Regions from separate parts of the Mus musculus genome. Here all the other regions are linked to region 1. Evidence: chromatin contacts called from public promoter capture Hi-C data. All regions are on one chromosome and are shown on one strand. Each heading gives the region's core, a stretch centred on a gene start, on an enhancer-like site or on the middle of the called end of the contact. The rest is flanking DNA. Distances are from core to core; before and after follow the strand shown. Region 1 holds the start of Gpi1 (glucose-6-phosphate isomerase 1). Region 2 holds the start of Zfp865 (zinc finger protein 865). Region 3 holds the start of Zfp787 (zinc finger protein 787).

Evidence for each region. Promoter capture Hi-C pulls out the DNA fragments that hold promoters and counts their contacts.
Region 2: a promoter capture Hi-C map of second pharyngeal arch cranial neural crest shows a contact between it and region 1. The contact joins the promoter of Zfp865 here to the promoter of Gpi1 in region 1. A contact is called at or near these places in 3 of 39 promoter capture datasets (the C10 cell line, cranial neural crest and second pharyngeal arch cranial neural crest).
Region 3: a contact with region 1 is called in a promoter capture Hi-C map of pre-B cells. The contact joins the promoter of Zfp787 here to the promoter of Gpi1 in region 1. A contact is called at or near these places in 3 of 39 promoter capture datasets (cranial neural crest, frontonasal cranial neural crest and pre-B cells).

Annotation. Positions count from the first base shown.
Region 1 is chr7:34,228,558-34,232,487 of GRCm38.p6, forward strand. Gpi1 (glucose-6-phosphate isomerase 1) reads right to left here and starts at 1,779. Exons shown (of 18, transcript NM_008155.4): 1 at 1,535-1,779; 2 at 726-816; 3 at 371-439. The coding sequence starts at 1,656. Gm12762 (a long non-coding RNA gene) reads right to left here. Exons shown (of 2, transcript XR_881947.3): 2 at 2,625-3,930.
Region 2 is chr7:5,018,293-5,022,222 of GRCm38.p6, forward strand. Zfp865 (zinc finger protein 865) reads left to right here and starts at 2,084. Exons shown (of 3, transcript NM_001290426.1): 1 at 2,084-2,363. Zfp524 (zinc finger protein 524) reads left to right here. Exons shown (of 2, transcript NM_025324.2): 2 at 1-196. The coding sequence ends at 148.
Region 3 is chr7:6,153,709-6,157,638 of GRCm38.p6, forward strand. It overlaps Zfp787 (zinc finger protein 787), which reads right to left and starts at 2,257. Exons shown (of 3, transcript NM_001013012.2): 1 at 2,137-2,257. Gm36371 (a long non-coding RNA gene) reads left to right here and starts at 3,511. Exons shown (of 2, transcript XR_391130.2): 1 at 3,511-3,930.

The sequences.
Region 1 (3,930 bases), core at 529-3,028:
ACATGATTTTTCTTGTCACTAGAACAACCTGTAGCAAGGATCCATCAGAGTATCAAGGTTGAAGTTGTCCAAGAAAATGTCTCAGCCATGTCTCAGCCAGCCTTAAGCAAATCCCTCCCTTCAGGCTTGGGTTGTGCCCCTCCCTGGACACCAGGAACTGTGCCAATTTGATTGCCAAGTCCAGGCTGCCAGTCTCAGAGAAATCACACCCCAAAGCTCTGCAACCTCTCTTGCCCCCAAAGAAAAGCCTTTAGCACCTTCGTGAGGCAAAAGCATTGCTTAAGAGCAAGGGTGAAGACACAGGGCGATGCTGATAACGGTCGGCAAAGAGGAGGAAGAGGGGGGGGGGGCGGCGGGTGTAACTGCTTACCTCGGTGTAGTTGATCTTGGAACCACTGAACATGTTGTCCCGTGCAGCCTCCACGCCTCTGGACTTGGCCTAGGGAGAGAAGCCACTGCTGAGGTCTTGTATCCCATCCCCCATCCTCATCACCTATCACAAGTCCAGCCCCCCTCCCCCCCCACTCCCCCCCCCCCTTGAGGCTGACAGATGTTCTTCATAGACAGATTCCTTTTCCAGCATCTTCAAAGAGTCTGCTCAATCAGCAGGGGGCCTGGAGATCCCTGGGATACCAACTCCACACCGGGACCTAGAACCCAAAACAAAGCGCAGCCCCCACCCACAACCCAACCCAGAGATCACAACTCCCCAGTCAGAACATTACCAGCTCCACCAGCATCTGCATCACCTCCTTGTTCACAAGGTTCTTGGAGTAGTCCACCAGAATATGCCCATGGTTGGTGTTGAGGTTCAAGCTGCAGAAAGATGGAGACGCTGCTGGTCACACCCCAGCGGCAGTGCCTGGCCACAAAGGCTGACCTGTAGCAGTGTTAAGTAGTGTAGGAAGCCACGCCACAGAAAGAAGATGTAGACAGATCCTGGGCAGAACTTCCCCCTTCAAGCTCCACATCTCAAACTTACAAGGAAACACCCAGGGAGAGGTATCAGGGACGTCCAGTGAGGAACCACAGGTGGTCATCCCAGGTCCCTCGCCTCCTGGCATCAGTGACAAGGCACGAAGATGCATCACATGTACGATTTCTTCCACCCTCCCTTCTATTTCGCAGTCGCTCACAAGTCTCTCTGGCCTCTGCATCCTGCCTCCGCCGCTCTATTTTTACACCGTGGCTCCCAGGAAATCTCAGCCTTACCCACCCTGTCTGACCAAAGCCCACTAGGAGCAGGTGGGAGGGGACAGCTCTCTCGTGCCTGTCGAGCCAGCAGCGGCTGCTCCTCCTCATGGGTGGTTAGAAATCCCTACTCAAATGGCTGAGACTGAGAGGCGGGGGCGAAGGGATCCCCAAGGAGGAGCCGATTCCTCCTAATGACTAAGCAGCCTCGGCCCTCTGGCTAGCACGCGGGTCCCAAAACCCACTCCAAGGAGGCATCAAGGACAAAGTGCGGCCCCGGCCTGGGCCCTGCAGGGCTGCTGGGGGGGGGGGGGTCACGGGAGCCCCGACCCCGTGCGTGCACCTGAAGTTGTTGAAGCGCTCCGGATCCGCCTCAAAAAGTTCGCGCAGCTTGAGGTTGGCAGAGTTCGCGCGGTGCCACTCCAGGAGCTTCTGGAACTGCGGGTTCCGGGTGAGCGCAGCCATGGCGAGGGACCCGAGAGGTACACGGAGCAGGACGTGCTCGGAAGAGGAAGGAAAGAGGAGCGGCGGCGCGCGGCAAGTCGGTACCAGTGCGCGCAGCGGGCTTTATGGCGCAGGCGTCCGACCCCGCCCCGCCTCCGGCCCCGCCCCACCTCTGTCCTCCGCGTCCGCTAGGCGACCTTGCCGGCAGCTGTAGATCTGGGGGCCTCTGCTGGCCTCTCTGTAACACAAGTGTGGCCACTTGCGATGAACCTTGGCTGGCTTCTGTTCGGAAGTGACTTGAAGGGCAGAGGCGGAGTTTCTCGTGCCAGATCCGCTTGCTTCTTTCATTCATTCATGTATTCAATTCAGCAGAACTTTTTTTTTTTAAAGAATTTATTTACTATATGTAAGTACACTCTAGCTGTCTTCAGACACTCCAGAAGAAGGAGTCGGATCTCCTTACGGATGTGTTTGCTGGGATTTGAACTCAGGACCTTCGGAAGAGTAGTTGAGTGCTCTTACCGGCTGAGCCCAATTTAGCAGAACTTTATGGAATGCCTTCCTGGTTAGAGGTACTAAAGCAAGTGTTGTGGGTACGTAAGCCAAATAAGTAAATAGAATTTATGGGATTTCAGAGCTGGCAAGTGCTCCTGAGAAGAGGCAAACTGGATGAAGCCCCAGAGATGAAACTGTGGTTAAGAACACATAGTTCCCTTGCAGAGGACCTGAATTGGGTTCCCAGTACTCATAACTGCCTGTAACTCCCGCTGCAACCAATGGGAATACCAATGGCACTTGCATCCTTATGCTCATACCCACCCCACACATAATTAATGCTAAAATTATATACCCACCCCACACACATAATAAAAATTGTATGTCCACTCCCACACATAATTAATAAAATATCCACCACACAATAAAAATGAAATTATATGTATATATATTTAAAGGCAGGTTGGAAATAAGCATTTCCTTTAACTAAATGGTTAAGAAAAAAAAATTCACTCTTTATTATATTTGAGTAAAAGCATGAAGGGGAAGAAATGAGCCAGTTGGCTACCTGGAAGGAAAGTGTTCAGTCAAAGGGAAAAGACACTGCAAAGTCTGAGACAAGAGCACCCATAGATGTCCCACAAACAGCACCCATAGATGTCCCACAAACAGAAGACACATGTGGCTGGAGTGGAGCAGATTAGGGGAAGAAGTCATAGAGGTGACATTAGAGAAGGGAATTCACCCAGTGGCTTACAAATCATTGTGAGAATTTTGATTTCTGTTTAGAGATGAGGAGCCACTGAACAAGTCCACATGGAGCAGGGACTTTATCTGACACACTGCCTAATGGATCAGTTAGCTCAGTGAGCTAAAGCAGGTCCTGAGGGAGGGAGCTTCAGTCAAGCAGGAGGAGACGGACATAGAGGATGGAATGAGTGAGGGATCCATAATCGCCTAGAGAGAAAGGGCAAGATATGCACTTTAGGATCCAACTTCCTAGAAAAACTGGATTCTTATCCACAAGTCCGAGGGACAAGGGAGACTTCAAATGAGGACGAGTAGGTGAGGTGAAGTGTTTGCGGGGGACTGCGGGAAATATGTGTAAGTCTTGATACTTGCTAAGCTTCCCAAACAGTGCTGGACATCTAGCACTGGGGTGGCAGGCACTGGGGTGGCACTATAATCCCAGCATGAAGGGAGGAAAGGCAGGAAGATCGAGAGTTCAAGGCCAGGGTCAGCAACATAGGAATCTGAAGCCATCACGTCTAAAAAAAACCCAAAACACAGGAACTGAGAATTTTGTAAAGCATTTGCCTCAGAAGCATGCGAGGATACGGACACGTTTACTCTCCAGAGCCCATGGAAAAACCTGCACATGGTGGCCTTTTGCAATCTCAGTGCTAGAGAGGCAGAAACGGGAGGGTCCTAGGGTTCAATGGCCAGCCTGGCCTCAGGGGTGAGCTCCAGATCTCACCAACAGACCCTGACTCAAAAAAGAAGCTGAAATTTTTATAAAGTATGTTTTTAAAAGAGGGGCTGGCGAACCTTAAAAAAAAAAGCAAGGCAGCTGTAGCGCACACCACTAATCCAAGCACTCTGGAGGCAGAGGCAGGCAGATCTCTCTGAGTTCAGGGACAACCTGGTCTGCAAGAATGAGAATGAGTTTCAGGACAGCCAGGACTGTATAGAGAGGCCTTATTCAAAAAAAAAAAAAAAAAAGGTGGGGGGAGGGAGAAGTGGGGCTGACAAAATAGCCCATGGGTCAAAGGTATTTGGGGCCAAGGCTGAAAACCTAAA
Region 2 (3,930 bases), core at 834-3,333, about 29 Mb before region 1:
TACAGCAGGGGGTTCAGCTGGTGCTGGGCGCGGGCAAGAAGGCCAAGACACCCTTGTTTCTGGTGGTATTCCCACCATGGAAGGGGATCAAAAGCAGGGACCTAAACCTCTGGGTCCTGGTGCCATTGGGCACCCTCCTGTGGACTGAGAAGCTCTGGGAGGCATGGGCTGTGGAAATAAATCCCTGCCTACTGACTTCCACTGTGTGTTCAGTCATGGTGCCTGTCCCTTTCAGTGCTCCTCCATTACCTTGCCTGACAGTGGTGTGTGTGCGTGATTGGAGACAACCCCATCTCACACATCTCCCTAGCTTGGTGCCAAAGAACCAATGACTTGGAACAAGCCTTTGCCCAATCTGACCTCCACCAGACAAGTACTACAAAAATTTTGACCTACTATGCAAACGTGAGTCAAGGCTCCATCCTAGTTAAATTCTTCCAAATTCTCCATAGACACTTTTTGCTCCCATTTCTTTTCCAGAGAACTTCTTATTTGGAAAGAAAAACTAAGTTGAGGGCTTGATGTATGGGCCAATGGCCAGCTGGAGGGTGTGATTTGAGGAGTGTGAACAGCATCGACCATCTCAATAGCATTTAGAGAGAAGGGTGTGAGCTTGAGAAGGCAGGGCTGAGATGATGTTCAAAACTTGTGCAGTAAAAACTTAGGTTGGAGCTGCCCAACCCAAGAGGAGGCTGAAAATTTGTCTGAGGGTCAAAGAAGTTTAGGCTTGGCTGGCAGAAAGCAATTTAGAGGGAATGAATGGTATTTAAATGAAGGGTGGGGCTTAAAGGAAATACTTTCAAAATGAAGCAGAGTTCAAGATTGTTGTTGTTAAGAGATCTTTTAATAGAGGCTTGCGAAGCTGAGCCTTCAATCCCAGCACTTGGGAGGCAGAGATAGGCGGATTTTTGAGTTCCAGGCCAGCCTGATCTACAGAGTGAGTTCCAGGACAGCCAGGGCTACACAGAGAAACCCTGTCTCGAAAAAACAAACAAACAAACAAAAACAAAACAAAAAGAAAAAAAAGAGGCCAAGGCTTAACTGTTAGACGTGACTGCCATTCAGGCCATGGAGAGGGAAGAAAAACAACAAGGGAGAGCTTGGATGCATAGAATTAGGCTTAGCTGTCTGTAGTGTAATGGGGCTGAATTAAGAAAGATTTATAGAGCTCTGAGTGGCTAAGTGTAAAGTGTGCCAAAGCTGTGGTTCTCATCTAAGAGTGCATCAGAAGTGTTTCAATTCAAATGGATTCCTAAGATCCATCCCAACGCTTTATATTCAGTAAGTCTGGGTTAAGAGTTAAAGAGCATTGAGCTAATTGATGCCAATGGTTGCTAACAACTAACTTTAAAGGAATGCTTTCAAGGTGCGAGGCAGGACTACATACAAGTCATTAAAGAGTCATCACTATAATCCCAGAATTCCTGAAGGCTCTGGTAGTATTGCTGCAAGTTTGAAGCCATTATAGCCTATACAAGAGTTCAAGGCCACCCTGAAGCCCGGCGTGGTGGCGCACGCCTTTAATCCCAGCACTTGGTATCCAATGGCAGGCGGATTTCTGAGTTCGAGACCAGTCTGGTCTACAAAGTGAGTTCCAGGACAGCCAGGGCTATACAGAGAAACCCTGTCTCGAAAAACCAAAAAAAAAAAAAAAAAAAAAAAAAAAGGAGTTCAAGGCCACCCTGACCACAGTGTGAGGAGGCTCTGTCTCAAAAGAAGAAATAAATCAAAAGGTTTAAAACAACAACAACACAAAAGAAAACCGATGTCCCTTATATGCAACAGGCTGTACAAAGCTTTTTTGTGTAAGGGGCAGGATTTAGAAGGGGGCGTGGCTTGTAGGTGTGACCCGTCTGAGAGGCTGGAGTTCCAAAAGTAGAGATTTGGAGCGAAGAAAGAATAGAACAAACTAATCGGAGGTGCAGAAAAAGGAATCCGACCGGCCTATAACGGGACGTTCAGAGATGGGCGTGGTCCAGCCTAGGAAGCGAGGCTTTGGCTTGAGACCCGAGTCTAGGGTGCGTCCTAACCGGAAGCCTGGAGCCTGTGGGTGGTGCCCTAAGAAGAAGCGGGCGCAATGGGCGCATGCGCACTAGGCCCCGTTCGCCCACCGGAAGCAGCCTTGGCTGTTCCCCTCCCGTGTCTAGTGCCGGCGTAATTTCCCTTACCCGTTCCTCCGCCACCATCCTCCACGCCGGCGCTTGGGGGAACGGGCGCGACTTCCGCTTCCGGGCAGGAGGCGCGGGGCTGGTGGGGAGTTGAGGGGGAAGGGGCGGCACTTCCGGTTGGGCCCTCGGGTCTCCCCGGAGCGGCGGCACCTCCTCCGCCTCCTCAGCCTCCTCCCGGCGGAGACCCCAGCGCCGGTGAGTGACTGGGTGTGCGGCCCGGGGACCCGGGTTCCTCGGGGGCGGGGGGCCTCGCCCTGCCCTGCCGCAGTCCCCAGAACGCACCCCCCCCCCAAGAATGTCAGTGCTTCACTGCCGGGCCCGAGGCAGGGGATCCCCAACCACTAGTCCCCTACAAGATCACTCCAGATATCTTACCCGTAGATGCCCCCTAATACCGTGGGATGGCTAACAGCTCGATTTCATTAGTAAAGAACCTCTCAAGTGCCAGGGCCCCCCACGAATCCTTTCCCTGCCGCCTCATCAGCTTCCTCCACGAGATCCTCTGCTTGCCACCGGCTTGGCTGTGCTTACAGGGTAGCTGCTCCTGAACCCTCTGTTCCTATCTACTGTAGGATTGCTTCCAGGGGGTGTAGCATTAGTACTTTGTGACTAGGGTTGCCCCCTACTATGTCTGACCACACACAACCCACTCCCCATGCCCTCTTTGTGGGTGCAAAAAATATTTTCTATTCTGGCCCATGCTAAAAGTGCGTTTTAAGGACCTTTTCCTGCAACTGACCCAAAAAGACCTCTTCAAATTCAACTCCCCCGCCCCCCCCCAGGGGGACAGCTCCCTCCAGAGTTTTTTAATACCATGGCCTTTTACCCGTTTAGGGAGAAACATCTGCCTGGTTAGCATCAGATTCTCATGAAACACTCCTGGCCCACTTCCCCCCCCTCCCCTCATCCTGGCTTCTGCAATCCCAGGACAATGCAAGTTAGCAGAGAATGTTCCTTCCCGGAGTATCAGCAGCTCTTGACCCCATCTTTGGCCAAGTCTCTTGACATTGTCCCCAAACTTCCTAGGAAAGACCTGGCTCTGCTTACATCTTTTCCCATAGGTTTTATTCTTCGCTGAATGAACACCGCCATTCTATACCCAGGCCTTGCAGTTTCAGAGAGGAGAGAGATGCAACGAGCCCTCATTTTACAGGGTGCTTACAGCCTAGTTGAGAGGCAGATCAGAAACAGTGCTGCTCTGTGGGTTTTCTGAGAGTCTGGTGAGCTACGATGTGAATGCTTAAACACAAGATTTAATCTTGCCATTCACAGATCTGGGGAACAGCTGATCCAGAGGTCCAGAGGTCATGGCGATGTGGTGTGGGAGAGTAGCAGTGAGTTTGGACCAGAATCAGAGAAGGCTTGATCCAAAAAAGCCTTGGCATAAATTGCCTGGCTTTTGGTCAGCGCTACCGAACTCATAAGATTCTTCCCGCATTCACTTGTTCCTTGTTCACACTTTCAACACCTGATTAATAAGCATCTACTTCATACAGAGAATAAAATGGGCAAAAATTCACATCGAGTGCTATGTTGAAGAGGCAGACATTAGAAATGAAGCTATGTGGGGGTGGGGGACATAGTTCAGTCAAGAAAGTGTTGTCCTGAATTCAGATTCTCAGCACTTACATAAACAAACAAACAAACAAACAAAACCTGGGCATGCTGGCACATGCCTGTAAGCCTGTAATGCCAGCACTGGGAAGACAGAGACAGGAGGATTCCTGGAGCTCACTGCCTAGCTCCAGATTCAATGAAAGAC
Region 3 (3,930 bases), core at 1,007-3,506, about 28 Mb before region 1:
TCCTATCTTGCCAAAACTAAGGTGACCACTTCTGTCCCAGGGTGTCAAGAGAACTCTGTAGCAGGTGCCTGCCAACCTCTCAAAGCAAGTCATCAAATGTTCAGTCTCTCCTAAATATGGAGGCCCAACACCTGGTGCATCCCTAGTCAGTCAGAGGATGACAATGTGGGTTTGGAAAGTCTGTGAAGTGTGTCTGGGACCCACAGAGCTATGGGTGCCCATTAGTGACTACAGAGTTACTGATGGCCTTGAGCTCTATACATTCTGCCATCTCCCATAAGTCTCAGGGTCCCCTTGTCCAAGACTCAGCATCCACGTCCTGTAGGGCCTAAAACGCTCAGGGACACTCTGGCATATCTCCCTATTGTCCTAAGCTACTGCAAAACAAGAACTACAAGAGCCTTGTCAAGTTGGCCAGTGTCACCCACCAGCAGGCCTGGCCCATGGAAACCTTGAGAACAGCCCTCCAACCCACATCCCCACCAGTGAAATTCAATGCCCTGGGGTTAGTGGAGTTTGTAGTCTTGATGGACTGGGCATAGTCAGGGAACTGTAACAGTGTAACAATTAAGTAGTGGAAACAGCCTGGGAAAGGGGGAAGTGACACATCCAAGGTCACGGAACCATAAACGAGCCAAAATTGGAACTCAGGAGCTGGCTCCAGAGACTTTTTGAACTTTTGCCTGAAAGCAAAAGTATGAAAACCCTTGCTCTGGGTGTATCACTTTAACACCTCTATTGTGTCCTCGTGAGGAATGGCATGAAATTTCTTATCTATGGCTGCAGAACTTAGGAGCTGAAGCGAGGAATTGAGCTTCAGAGCTCGTGGGCAATATTCCCAGTAGCTGCAAATCATTCTTGAATTTCACCATGGGCCAAGCCTGAGGATATACCCTTCTCTGCTCAGATGGAGAACACATGAGATAAACCAAGTCAGAATCTAATGTGAAAGTTCTCTGGGCCATGGCAGCACAGCACTCAGTGACTCCAGAGAAGCAGGAGGGGAAAGTTACCTGCACTTGACCCAAGAGGCTTAAAGCTTTCCCCAGAGCAGAGGCCAGATCTCAGCTAGATTCTCAACAACGCCAAACATGGAGCCTGAATCAGAAATTAAGGGGTTGGGGGAACCCATCAGGTCTGCGTTTTTAATAACGACCTGGGCAATAACGCCTAAGGTCGTCCTGGGTCAGGTCTCAGCTCCTGCTTTCCAACCCCAGTTCATGTTCATTTTCCTATCCTGGTGTTAAGACAGGTGTCAGTTCACTCCCCACTCACTTCTTCGTCTGTGGATCACTTTTCCGACTGACCTTTTGTAAGTGCTGGGGCACACATTCCCGGGGCTTGGGGGTCACCCTATGACCTAACTCTTGTACAGATTGGAGGTGGAGGCGGGAGGTCTGCTAAGGGGCGGGGCTCCGCGCTGGACCCAGCCCTGTGTCCGCCCAGGGGAGGAAGGCAACAGTCCAGGCGGCCCAGGACGACCCACACGGTGCTGACCTTGGCCTGGCGCTTCCCCTCCCAGGACGTGTTTCCTGCCGCCGGTCAGCACGCGCGGGGGAAATAGATGAATGAGCCTCCCGCCACCTGCATCCCGTAATTACTCGCTGGATCAAAGGCCAGCGCATGGCCCCCGAGGCAGCAACGGGCCAGGCGACTCGATTTGAGGAAGGAGAGGACTTGGGAGAACTTGGGCCGAGACTGACCATGGGCCGCCGTTTCCGGTCAGCCCAATCCAGGCGGCGGGGTCTCTCCCCACATCAAGCCTCGCCCCCGCAACAAGTCCCTGGCACTTCCGGCCATGACCGGCTGCAAGTCCAGTCCGGGTGGCCCGGACCCCACCGGTTGGATAACCCAGGTGCCTGCCGGCCCAGCACTGCCGCCGGAGTAGCGCACGCGCATTGTCCCAGGCCGCGGCGCCAATCTCTCCCGCGCGCGCGCGCGAACTCCCCGGCCGCGCGCCCGCTCACGCCCACCCCCCCCACACACACCCCTAACACGACACGCACGCGCACTAGTCCGCTCTGCCGCGCTCGCCCTCCCGCCTCCCCACCCACCCCCGTCCGAAGCCCAGCTTCCCGACGCGCTCTCATCCCAGCCACTCGGCGCACGCCCCCCTGAGCCCGCGGCCGCCCTCACCTCCGCGGCCCCGGGGCCGTCACGCCGCACTCTTCCTCTCGCCTGCCTCGCGGATGGTGGCAGCGGCGGCAGCGGCGACTCAGACCCTGGGGTCAGGGGGACGGGCGCCCAGGCCGGAAGTGACCTTCCCGGCCGCTTCCGCTCGCGCCTCTCCCTCTCCTCCCCCTCCCAGGCCGCCACCGCTACCTCGCCACTCTAGGCAGAGGAGCTCCAGGACCCCTGACCGCTACCCCCTCCGGCTCTATGGTACGGAAAGGCGCCTCGGGACGCTACTTCCGGAATTATCTAGGACCCAGGTCCTCCGTTTTGCTCTATGGCGCCTCGCTCCGAGGGGCTCGGGCCCCGCCCCCTCCCCGGACAGAAGGCTGGGCTCGACCCGTTAGGCGCACACTTCCGGGTGTCGGGGCGGCCCCCAACCCAGCCTCGTCGCTCGCGCCTGCGCGGTGAGCTGCCCGCGGCGACGCTCCCACTACTCCAGTCCTCCTGTCGTCTCTATCATCGTAACCCCTTCCGCCCCGGGGCGCTTCCAGGCCAACGCCGGTCTCAAGAAAAAATTCGGTTCACGAGATCTGGAGTTTTTCCCCAAAATGTTTCCGCTCGAGCCTCCGGTGCGGGTTGCATTTTGGGACGACCTCATCTTGAAATCGGCCTGTTTTGCAGAGAACCAGAGGTCACATTACCTTACTAAGTGACATAGCAAGAATGACCTCGAACCTTCAGAGTAGGGCTCCAAATTAAGTGTTTATGACTTATTACTCTCCTAGAAGAAAGGTCCATCACAGTTTGGAGGATGCTGATGATGAAGAAAAGGAATGAAAGGACCCTCTACAGATATCTGCTTCCAAGGCACAATTTGAAACTTGAAAGTCAATGTCAGCTTCTCTGAGACAAATGGTATCATCATCACGTAACTACCTTTACAAAAGCAGGCGTCAGGTGCTGCTGACACTTGGACTAAGTAAGGGATGGACTTTTTAAACAAACTCCTCCTGCACCAGAGAAAATCCTGGGCAGCCTAAAGAAGCAAAGCCCACAGGCAAAACGATACATGACACCTGAGGACAAGCTAAGAAAATGGAAAGCATAGCCATCTCCTTAGCAAGGTGCTCCAGAAGTCTTTGCTCAGCAGACTGTTAAGGATGTGTAGAGAGTTAGAAAATTCAAGAGGAGGCCTATGCTGAGCCCTGTAATGGAAAATGTCCAAACTGCCTGTAATTCATGTTCAAGCGCTGGACTTCCGTGGTTAGATTAAAGATAAACCAGCCAGGACCTTTCAACGGGTGATAAAGATCACAGGCTGCTTGTAACTGATCAAAAGGCTAAAGGCGAACCCACAGCAGGGGTATTAAAATGGCCCCAAAGGTAAAGAGTAAACGGAGGACAGTAAAAAAAAAAAAAAAAAAAAAAATTAACTATCCCTTCCTGGCTCAAAGCTAACAAAACTAAAAGGCAAACTGGCAGCATCAGACACAGCCACGGTAGTTACTGTTCCATCCCGAGTCCTGGGCCACACAGAGGAATTCTTAGAATGCTAAACCAAGTAATCTGAAGATACATATTTTCTCCATGGTGAGCCTCAAAGGCTCAGGGGTACACACTCACCTAGTACCCACGAAACCCTAACGGGAACAGCTTTGTGCCACTTTCAGTGACAACTACAAGGAACCAAGGCTCTGGGCACCCCAGGCTTTCTCTTGTCTCTCCAAACTTTATCTTTTTTTGTTTTTGTTTTTGTTTAAACTCTAGTAAATGTGCAATTCTGTTTTGCCCCTCCTATCTCCTTATCTCCTTTCC